2 separate regions of the Zea mays genome follow, and region 2 is linked to region 1. Evidence: chromatin contacts called from public Hi-C data. All regions are on one chromosome and are shown on one strand. The core of a region is the stretch at or near the end of the contact, and the rest is flanking DNA. Distances in the headings are between cores, read along the strand shown.

What was found. Hi-C and Micro-C count contacts between places; a contact is called where the count stands out from the background.
Region 2: a contact with region 1 is called in a Hi-C map of leaf, with 7 times the contacts expected there. The contact joins the promoter of LOC103653665 here to the promoter of LOC100383821 in region 1. A contact is called at or near these places in 4 of 25 Hi-C or Micro-C datasets (bundle sheath, ear and leaf).

The regions. Positions count from the first base shown.
Region 1 is chr4:128,250,720-128,256,617 of Zm-B73-REFERENCE-NAM-5.0, forward strand. It overlaps LOC100383821 (Bifunctional riboflavin biosynthesis protein RIBA 1 chloroplastic), which reads right to left and starts at 2,272. Exons shown (of 8, transcript NM_001319060.1): 1 at 2,200-2,272; 2 at 1,902-1,997; 3 at 1,068-1,464; 4 at 445-666. The coding sequence starts at 1,954.
Region 2 is chr4:128,563,249-128,568,486 of Zm-B73-REFERENCE-NAM-5.0, forward strand. It overlaps LOC103653665, which reads left to right and starts at 1,755. Exons shown (of 2, transcript XM_008680497.4): 1 at 1,755-2,120; 2 at 2,221-4,061. The coding sequence starts at 2,067. The coding sequence ends at 3,519.

The DNA of each region.
Region 1 (5,898 bases), core at 1,022-3,521:
ATTATCTCAAACTCATTGCCACAGAAGGAAAGTAGGAGGAGCAGCAAAGAAAGAAGTTTTTTCCCTTTAGAGGAAAAACAGATTCCAAGACAACAAAATCACATACCAAAACTTAATAAAAAATATCAGTATGAACAAGAATCACTCAGTCACCACATTGAGTATGTAGGTCAGACCCAGTGCTGGCGGCTCCCACATGAGTGGGGTCTAGGAAGGAATCACCACATAGTGTCTCAAAAAAATATCAAGCATTGAGTATTTCAGCATGTAATAAACAGCAACAGCTCCTGTATATGAGCTATTTATATTTGATAAGGAAGCCAGTCGTAAAGACAACAATACTAATGTACATACTTCTGACAAGAAACAACAAAAGATTACCATATCAACATCAATAGCTAATACAAAAGTGGTGGCAGGAGAATAATAATGATAATATCATACCACTGTAACAGTAAAAGCAGTGCATAGCTTCTCCTCGTTTTCTTTTGTGGTAACCATCAAAGGAAGGCTCAGTCTTTCCAGATCATCTTCTTTCATGCTGACACAAACAATTCCTGTTCCATGCCTTACTATAAAAGCCATCGCCTCTGGGGTAACCAAGGAGGCAGCCATTATCAGATCTCCTTCATTTTCCCTTGATTCGTCATCAACAACAATCACAAGCTTCAAGTATAAAACAATGTTAGCAGACAATAGATGAGATGGAAGTAATAGAGTGAAAGGGACTCTAGCATAATGGTTAAGGCTTACGAGTAGCACGTTTAGATCCCGTGTTCGATCCCATCTGGGACGAATTTCTGACTTGGTTAAAAAAATCGCCTCGTTGTATCCTGCCCGCTCCTAGGTTACGTCCCGCGTGCCACCCACTGGCTGACCCGTTGCAGAGTGGGCGGTGATAGCCCGCTACTGATGGGGTCAGGGTTTGAGGATTTTTTTTTTGACCGAGACCATGTTTCGGTCTCTTCTTAATATAATACTAGGAGGGTGGTCTTTCATTCCCGGGCTGAGTTTTTTTTTAAGATGGAAGTAATAGATATCATAAGAACATTTAAAGATGTACTAACTTTTCCTTGCCGTACGTCCTCAATGGCATCTGGAATCGACGCGAAGCCCTCTGTCGGGCTATCCAAATCAAGTTCAGTATCTGTGTCATCATCTGAGAACTTGTCCATAACAAGTGCCAAATTAGCAGAGAGGATTTCTGGCGTCATCATTGAATCCATTGGGAGTACAGGATCAGCAACCGGATGGTCCTCGCCACGAACGGATGTGCTTTTTGGCAATAGCGTGTTGCCATTCCCAGAGAAACCGTCAGCTGGATAACCACCATCATTTTTGAAGGATAATGCTACTCTCAAGCCCACTGATTTCACCCTAGTGCTGTTTGAATTTGTAGCCAAGAAACTGCAGACCGATGCCTTTGTCTCCTTGGATACACTGCACCATTTCAAGAACTGGGCCCTGCGTTGTAGCAAACAGGCGATCAGAAACCAACAATCATTCTCAAACACCCAAACGAGTGTAGCCTTACGAATGAACGTTAGAATTCTCGCAAAAAAAATCTCTAGTTGAGTTCCGACTCCCAAGGATACTCTTTCACATCACTGTCAAGTGAAAAAAAAATGTATCCCGCTGTACCTATGTTCTCCTGCGTTTCACCAATTATTGAGTTTACTGACTAGTTCACACAGGTTGAGACAGATTATATCAGGCATACAAAAACGTGCACTTTGGTTGCGGTTTTTGTGTTCCAAAGCAGACCAAATCAAAGACGATCAACAAACCGAGCCAGAAACAAATGCCAGTAGGAGCAAACCCTCCGTCCTGTTTCCTCAAGAACAAACCGAGCCGGCGCAAACATGCGAACCAGCAAGGGCGCGCAAGCAAGGGCTTCTTACGGTTGGCGGGTGAGGGCAGCGACGGAGGAAGACGGAGGCGGAATCGAAGCCATGCTCGACTGGAACGCTGGGTCCGACGAGGAGATACAAAACAACCTGGAACCACAACAGAGCGCGCGCCGGATTAAGCAAACTAGCTCGAATTTTGATAAAATCCAGGAGCAAGGATAAAAAAACAACGGGAAGCCCCGTCGGAACGCGAGATCTAGTACAAGCCGAACCGGGGCAAGACGAGCTGGGGATTCCTCGCAGCTTACGAGACAACGGGAAGGAGCGGGAGCGGGCCGGAATGTCTTACCGCTGGCGCTGCTCTGGCGAAGACGACGGCGACGTCGGCAATTGTAGGAGGACACGTGTTGTTTGGGTTTTGGTTGTGTGGTGATTAGGGGTTTGGTGCGGGTGGGGTGGGAGACGAATAGATGGCAATTGAGACGAAAGTGTTATCTAAATTGTTACTATAAATTTAATATTTTAAAAAAGACTAGATATACGCTTATGTATTGCTATAGAAGTTAAAAATTAGTATAAACTAATCGGTTAACCGTGCGTTGCGACGGCTCATAACAATATCCATATAAATTATTTATAAAAAGATTTTAAGATTTTTTATTGATTGTCTCCGCTCTTCGCATAATATTTTTTATGAACGCACGAGTACCATAGACAGCAAATCAGAGACCTCCATCCCTCGTCTCTCCCACTTCCAAGGTTTCGTAGAGCATGAGGGGAAGGAAAGAAGCGGACATACATGTTCGTTGTCGAAGAAGGACACGACGAAGACCTGGACATCTGGAGTCGACATAGATAGTATACCGCTAGATATATAGGGAGAGAGCACGCAAGCGGAGGAAGAACCCCAGCCGGAGCAGCTCCAAACTGAGAGGCACACGCACCAGACGTCAATCCGAGAAGGACGAGAGAATGCAAGTGTTTTCCCAGCCTTAGACTCGCCGAAGCGACACAACACCACCACCAACTCCGTAGCATATGCCGACCGCTGCCACGCTACGGGCCTTGGTTGTCCAATATTCAGACCTGGACTCCTCATCGCCAAGATAACCTAAGCGTGGCAGGCGTCACCATGCCCTCCTCGACGGCACGCACGGAGAAAGGCCAGGAGCATGACCGTACCCGTGTCGACGAGCGTCGGTCGGCTCGCGGCTGCGACCGTGGGCGGGGGCAGCAGGCTGGGGAGGAAGAACAGCGTGAAGGCCGGGAAGACGAACGGGACGTCCGACAACGGCGAAAACGATGGTGCACACATGATGTGAAACGTCCTCGTGGACGTGCAATAGCCACTGCGCGAGTCGGTGTCGGGGCTGGTGTCGGACGAATACGAGAAGGAGGCGCATGCTCCTACTCCCTCTGCCGAGAATGGGGTGGCGCGGAGGTGAAGGCATGATGGGAGAGAGTGAAAGGGAAATAGGGTTAACCTTTTCCCACAATTAATTTTGGTGGTTGAATGCCCAACACAAATATATGGACTAACTAGTTTGCTCTAGAATACATGTTCTACAGGTGCAAAAAGGTTCAACACAAACCAATAAATATTCAAGTTACGGATCAAATTCAAAGGAGCAAAAGAAACCAAGAGTGCTCTGGTCTGGCACACCGGACTGTCCGGTGTGCTACTGGACAGTGTCCGGTGCACCAGGGCCATACAGGGTTGAACCAGCCACCCTCGGGTTTCAGCATGCGCGCTCCGCTATAATTCACCGGACTGTGCGGTGTGCCAGAGGAGCAACGGCTAACTCGCGCAACGGTCGACTGCAAAAGGGGCTGACAGAGGAACAGTGCGCGCAGAGTCAGAGCCGCAGAGTCAAAGGCGCACCGCACAGTGAACAGTACCTGTCCGGTGTGGCACCGGACTGTCCGGTGACACAAGAAGACAACGGTGCCAACGGTCGACTGCTCCCGAATCCTAGTGGTTGGGTGACGTGGCGGCGCACCGGATAGTGAACAGGACCAGTCCGGTGGTGCACCGGACCAGCAGCCTTCCCCAACGGCTTCTTGGTGGTTAAGGGCTATAAATACCCCCCAACCACCACAACTCCAAGCATCCAAGTCTTCTGAAGTTTTCATTCAATATAAGAGCTAGTGCATTCACTCCTAGACACAAATCAAAAGATCAAAGCCTCTTCAAGTCCCAAATTCATTCCAACCACCTAGTGACTTGAGAGAGTGTGTGTTCATGTTCATTTGCGCTCTTGTTGCTTGGATCGCTTTCTTCCCTCTTAATTCTAGTTCCAAAGTGACTTGTAATCAAAGCAAGAGACACCTAAGTGTGTGGTGGTCCTTGCGGGGTCTAAGTGACCCGTTTGATTAAGGAGAAAGCTCACTCTGTCTAGGTGACCGTTTGAGAGAGGGAAAGGGTTGAAAGAGACCCGGTCTTTGTGACCACCTCAATGGGGATTAGGTTCTTTGGAACCGAAACTCGGTAAAACAAATCACCATGTTCATTCGCTTGATTTCCATTTGATTTGTTTTCCCCTCTCTCCTGGACTTGATTTAAGTACTAACGCTAACCCCAACTTGTAGTGTGATTTTAAAGTTGTAAATTTCATATTACGCCTATTCACCCCCCTCTAGGCAACTTTCAATTGGTATCAGAGCCCGGTGCTTCATTAGATTCTAACAACTCGAAGTGATGTCGGGAGATCATGCCAAGAGGGAGATCGTGACCGGCGACAAGCCCGCAAGCTCGGGGAGAACCCTTTCAAGGGAGTCCGGCCACAAGCATAAGAAGGAATCCTCTTCCTCCAACAAGACGCATCGAAAGGGCGACAAGAAGAAGAAGATGAAGAAGGTGGTCTACTACGAGACCGACTTGTCGTCACCTTCCACTTCATCAAGCTCCAACTCATCCATCGCTTCTAAGCACCATGAGCGCAAGAAGTATAGTAAGATGTCACTTCGTTATCCCTGTATTTCAAAGTGTGCTCCTTTACTTTCCGTTCCCTTAGGAAAACCACCATATTTTGACGGTGAAGATTATTGTATGTGGAATGATAAAATGAGGCATCACCTAACCTCACTCCACGAAAGCATTTGGGATATAGTTGAATTTGGAGCGCAGGTACCATAGGTGGGGGACAAATACTATGACTCGGACTAAGCTGCCCAAATTAGGCACTTTAACTCCCAAGCCACGTCTATACTCCTCGCCTCCTTGTGTCGAGAGGAGTATAACAAGGTGCCAGGGTTAAAGAGCGCCAAAGAAATTTGAGACGTGCTCAAGACCGCGCACGAAGGGGACGAGGTGACCAAGATCACCAAATGGGAGACGATCGAGGGGGAGCTCAGTTGATTCGTCCTCAACAAAGGAGAAGAGTCGCAAGCCATGTACAACCAGCTCAATGCGATGGTCAATCAAGTGCGCAACCTCGGGAGCACCAAATGGGATGACCATGAGATGGTCAAGGTTATTCTAAGATCCCTTGTTTTTCGCAATCCCACTCAAGTGCATTTAATTCGTGGGTATCCTAGATACAAACTAATGATCAAAGACTCCAAACACATCGTCAACTTGGAGCAAGGTGCCACCTCCACACCCGAGGTGCAACCTGTCGCATTCAAGGCGACAGAAGAGAAGAAAGAGGAGTCTACATCAAGTAGGCTTCCAATCGATGCCTCCAAGCTTGACAACGAGGAAATAGCGCTCATCATCAAGAGCTTCCGCCAAATCCTCAAGCAAAGGAGGGGGGAGGACTATAAACCCCGCTCCAAGAGGGTGTGTTACAAATGTGGTAAGTCTGGTCATTTTATTGCTAAATGTCCATTTTCAAGTGATACTGACAGGGGCGACGACAAGAGGGGGAAGAAGGAGAAGAGATACTACAAGAAGAAGGGCGGCGATGCCCACGTGTGTCGGGAATGGGACTCCGACGAGAGCTCCGCCGACTCCTCCTCCGACGAGGATGCCGCTAACATCACCGTCAACAAGGGACTCCTCTTTCCCAATGTCGCCCACAAGTGTTTCATGGCTAAGGACGGCAAG
Region 2 (5,238 bases), core at 505-3,004, 310 kb after region 1:
GAGGTCATACCACCCAATACCATCCTGCAATAGGATGCATCTCCTGCTTGGTTCCGTTGTGCCTCAAGGACTCCGTCTTCCAATTCGCTCACCTCAAGGGCATCTTGGAGGATGCCTAATATCTAGTTATATATAGGTCTTCTAGGGGCCCTATACTTGGGCAAGTAGTGATGTTAGCTACTCACCTGAAGTACCTCAGGAGACCGGGAGGATCCTGAATACTGATAGGGCCCTAAATTGCCCCCAATGTACAGGTCGCCAGAGGATGAGAGGGTCTCGAGACCTGGTCCCTGGCATAGGGAGACCTAGACTTAGTCAGAGTCAGGCATGCCCCTCGGTATGTAGGGCCTCAGGGACATGTGGCTGGTGCCAGTCGAGCCTTATTTAAGTTTTCTCTTACTAATGGGATCTTTTTGAAAAGTGTATTGTTAGTATATGAGAGTACGACCTTTTTCGGGTGCTGACATCAGTAATTTTGTAAGTCTGTCTAGTACAATCGATGAAGATTGCTTATTTTCGATGGTTGTATAGGAAGTTGATGAGAATAAAGTAATTTTCCATTTGCTATGTTGTTTAGGCCGATAGAAATTGATTTATTTTCGTTGGCTAAACCTTCTCGATAAAAAACAATTACCTTTTGTGGGATATTATAACCTACAAGAATTATTGTGGCTGACAAAACTATTATGACCGATAAAAAATTCTCCATATATATGGTGATTGTTGGGAATGGCTCTCACTTATAGACGAGTGAAGGGTCTGTTTGGTTTGCTGCCTAACTTGTCACACTTTGTCTAACTTTTTCTGGCTATGGTTGGTTCTTCAATTTAGGTGACTAACCTTAGACAAAGTGTGCCACAATTAGTTGCGAACCAAACAGGCCCTAAGGTTCTTGATAAGGAGATAATTTGTCCATCTTGTTCACTATAGTACCACAATATCCTAGTAAGATTGTTTCCAATGGGAGACATTATATGTCAATGTGCCCTAAATATAGATAAGATCCTCTTCTCTATAGTTTCTAATTATGTCATCTAAAGTCTCCCGTAAATATATAGAGGACACTCCTTCATTTTATATACGTGTACATAGAGACTCTCTCTCATCTACTCTATATATTTTATACTTTAGCCAATAGATTAAGCAGAACTAAAATATGCATAAGATATTTGAGAGTATGATAAATACGTACGTACAAAAAAACTAGTGCAAAATACGTCTCTAATATGAGTCTTTGACATATAGAGAATGAGATATAGATGGTAATGTTGAAGAGAAATAAGATATAGATGAGAGAATATTTTAAAAGTATTTATAAGAACTGAATATATAAAGAAGAAAAATAGAAAATACTGCTAGAAACAACTTAAACTGATTTACCTATCAAAGTGCACATCACATGGCTATTTTCGGCCGAAGCCGTATATATGAAAATGCGTATTTTCAACGGCCATAGTAATGCGAGAGTGCAAAGGAGAAGGTGTTCATATACACCATTGGATCACGCGCGCATACCATTCAGTAGAAATTATATTTGTAGAGTTGATTTGGTATCCAGAGATTACGGGAAATTCGAGTGGATTGAGAGAAAAATTAGTTTATTTCCTTCGTAATCCCTGTAATGCTCTTGTGACCAAATCAAAAGATAGAAATAAGAAAAAACAACAGTCCGACGGTGGGCGGTGGGCCTGCGATCACTCGCAAGTACTAGTACGTAGGCAACGCGAAGGGTGGAGGTAGAAGCCTGCGTCTCTTTCTCAACCTCACCTGCTCCCAAACCCCCGAGCTGCACAGCTCAATTCTGTTTATGTAATCTCAACTCACTCTCATGCCACTGTCAGTTGCCATCCCTATAAAATGAACGGCTCCGTTTTATTGCGCTTTCCGGCACGGGCAGCTCCGCAGCGGGGCAGGGCAGGGCAGGCTGTGGACGCCGCCGCACTTGCTCTGCGAACTGCGACGGACCAGCCGATGCAGCCGTCTTCCTGAATTGTTGACGACTTCTCAGATCCAGGTCCTGGGGGTCCGGGCCGTGGACCACTACTCCGCCTCTGTCTCCCAGGCAGATGAAGCCTCGGCACGAGCGCAGCAGGTCCACCACGTCCACGTTCGTCTCCCAGGTCCAGGTGCCTACCTCTCCGTCTATGTTACTATTTAGACAAGAACAGAGTGCACAGTAGTAGCTGTAAACGTGTCGACGTGACGGACTCATCGCAGCAGGGTCAGGACGGTGGCGACGCCAACGGCAGCGCGACGGACCAGGAGGTGATGGCGCAGCCGGAAAATGGCGTCCGGCCGCCGCTGCTGCGGACGGACATGGAGGAGCCGCCGCGGGTGAGCGACGGAAGCGCCACCAAGGAGCGTGTGCGGCTCCTGGAGCGGGAGGTGGCGTCGGCGAAGCAGAGGGAGATGAAGATGCTGGAGTCGCTGGTCCAGCAGACCAAGGAGCTGGAGCAGGCCAAGATCGCGCTCGAGGAGGCCTCGCTCGAGGTCGCCACGCTGCGTCAGCAGCAGCAGCAGCAGGGCGAGGGCGGCGCCGCTGCTGAGCCGGCCGTGCAGGCGCAGCAGTGGAGCGTCATGGACCTCATGTTCGGCGGCGTCGACGAGGAGATCAACGGGCTGAGGGCCAAGCTCCGCGCGGCGCAGCAGGCCGAGGAGCGGAGCCGGAAGGCGGCCGACGAGCTCGCCGCGGCGCTGTCCGCGGTCACCGTGGAGGCGAAGCAGGTCAAGGCGTGGCTCTCCGGCGCGCAGGCCGAGGTGGAGGCCAGCAACGCCGAGGCCGACAGGCTCCGGGGCCTGCTCCAGGGCGCCGAGGCGGAGCTGTGGTCTGCCACCGAGCAGGTCGGCGCGCTCACGTCCAACTGGAAGGACGCCGCGGCCGGGTGGCGCGCCAGGGAGAAGGCACTTGTGGCGCGCGCGCGCGCCGCCGAGGAGGACGCCGCCGCCGCGCGGAGGGACAACGCCGGCCTGCGCCGCGCGCTGGAGCAGGCGGTCGAGGAGGCCAACGCGGCCGCCGAGGCGCTCGAGGCCGCCGGCGCCGACAACGCCGGCCTGCAGGAGGCCGTCGCGGAGAAAGAGCGCGCCCTGGAGGCCCTGCGACGGGACAACGAGGGCCTCAGGGCCAGCGAGGCCGCGGCCAGGGCGCGCGCCGAGGAGCTCCAGGGCCAGCTCGCGGCGAAAGAGCGGGAGATTCCGCTTGTGGAGAAGTGGAGACGCGAAGACGCGCAGGGCAAGCTGGTGAGCTCCGGAATGTTCCTGGGATCCGGGCGGCTGGTCCCGGGACGGAAGGACCGGATGTTCGCGTCGCTGAGCAACATCGCGGAGCTCAAGTCGGCGGCGGCGGCCGCGGCGGCCATGGACGACTACGGCTACGAGTTCGACCACCTGGACGTGGGGCAGCCCTGCGACGACGCCACGGAGCACAAGATCAAGAGGCGGTCGATCCTGCGCAAGGTCGGAGATCTCTTCAGGAGGAGGAGGAGCCCGAACCTCGCGCCGGTGCTGCATGACCACTACTAGATGCCTGCCTATGCACGTAGAACCCTGACAGGGCCTGACAGTAGATGTTCGATCGCGAGGTCGACGATGGTTTCTTGCAGTTGCAGGACAAGGGAAAAGTAGGCAGTACAGCAGTGCAGATTGATGTAGCAGGGAGTTGGAAGGATCAGTGTGTTGTGGTGACGGTTTTAGTTACGCGTGTCGATTACTCGAACTTTTCCCTTCTTTTTGGTTTAGGTGTCATCAGTGCACTTGAGTAGTGCCACGCACTGGAACAGCGTTGATCAGCAGTTACAGATACGCGCGGTTTGAGCGGCCATAATTACTGTACGGATCACTACCCCACAATGATCAGCAGTTAGAGGTCGGGTAAGCTGTCAGATCTGCTGTTGTTTCTAGCTGTAAGCAATAAATCCGGGTGTCGCTATCATGATTTCAGCTGCCGCCGGGTGCTGCCTGCTGTGCCAGCAGTTGGGCTTGTGTAGACTGTAGAAAAGCAGTTGGACTTGTGCACGTTGTATTGCTCCGAGAGAAGGCCATACATCCGTGGTCTGGTTTGATTCCATTTGTGCTGATGGGCTCCTGCTCTATGTGGGCTGTTTAACTTGGTATGACATGTGGCGACCGGACCAATTGTAACATCCCAGGTGTTACTCAGTGTTTTCCCTCAGTACCCACATTGTGAACCATTATCATATATGTTTTAGTTGGAGCAAAAGGCATCAAACTTGAGGAGCAAAAATTTTGTCAAGTTTTTTCACCCTAAGAATCATTCCGTGACCATATGAAGCTTAAGAAAAAAGGAAAAGGCCAAAACCCTAAAAACCTTTCCTTTAGGGCAATGGAACACTGAAAGGAAACTCGGTGGAAAGTCCAAGTAAATCACATGATCATGAATTGGACCAATTAACAAAGTTGTAGTACACTACATAACCTATAAAATATAGTAAGAAAGTTTGCCCAAAAGAGTTTTGCAAAATCCCCAAACAAGCCAATCAAGTGGGGACTTCAAATAAAAATTAGGATTTCAGAATTCTCAAATCCAACCCTCTCACAAAGATCAACCGCGTTCACCATGTTCTAGAACTCAAATTCACTTGACCAAAATAGCAAAGTGGCGCCAAAGGATCCCTAGAACGCCTTGGTGAAGTTTGAAGATGAGCCCAAGCCGGTTGACATGATCCTGGCATGAGATTGCCTCGGGACAAAGCAGCCGGACACACCCATGTTGGTGACATGACAACTCCATGCATAGACCCGAAAACCCCTCGGCTTCCACACAAAAACGTTAGAGTAGAGTCGGGGAAGAAATCCCCCATGGGGATCCTGTCAAAATCTGCTCAGATTTGGAGCCTATGAGCGCTTGAAAGCGACCACACTGCGTGTCGCCACGTGTTCGATCGCGTGCTCAAGTGCTCGGTCGCGCACTGGCCGCCCTCTGCGCGCGTCGCGCACGGTCGGCTCTCCCTCGCGCCTGCGCCCATTCGTGCCCAAAGGCGCCTATAAATCCCTCCCTGGTGCACAACAGTTCATCCCTCACCCCGCCGCACTTCCCCCGAGCAAAAACCCCCAACGCCGGCGAGCTCTGCGCCGCCCGCCATTGCCGCCCGAAACTCACCACCATGGACAGGCCATTCTGACCACCCCATTGCCAAACCAAGAGCACCAGAGGCTTCCCCGCACCCTTCCGCAGCTTGTAGTCATGCTTAAGCTAACTCTACCACACCGGAGAAGCCCCGC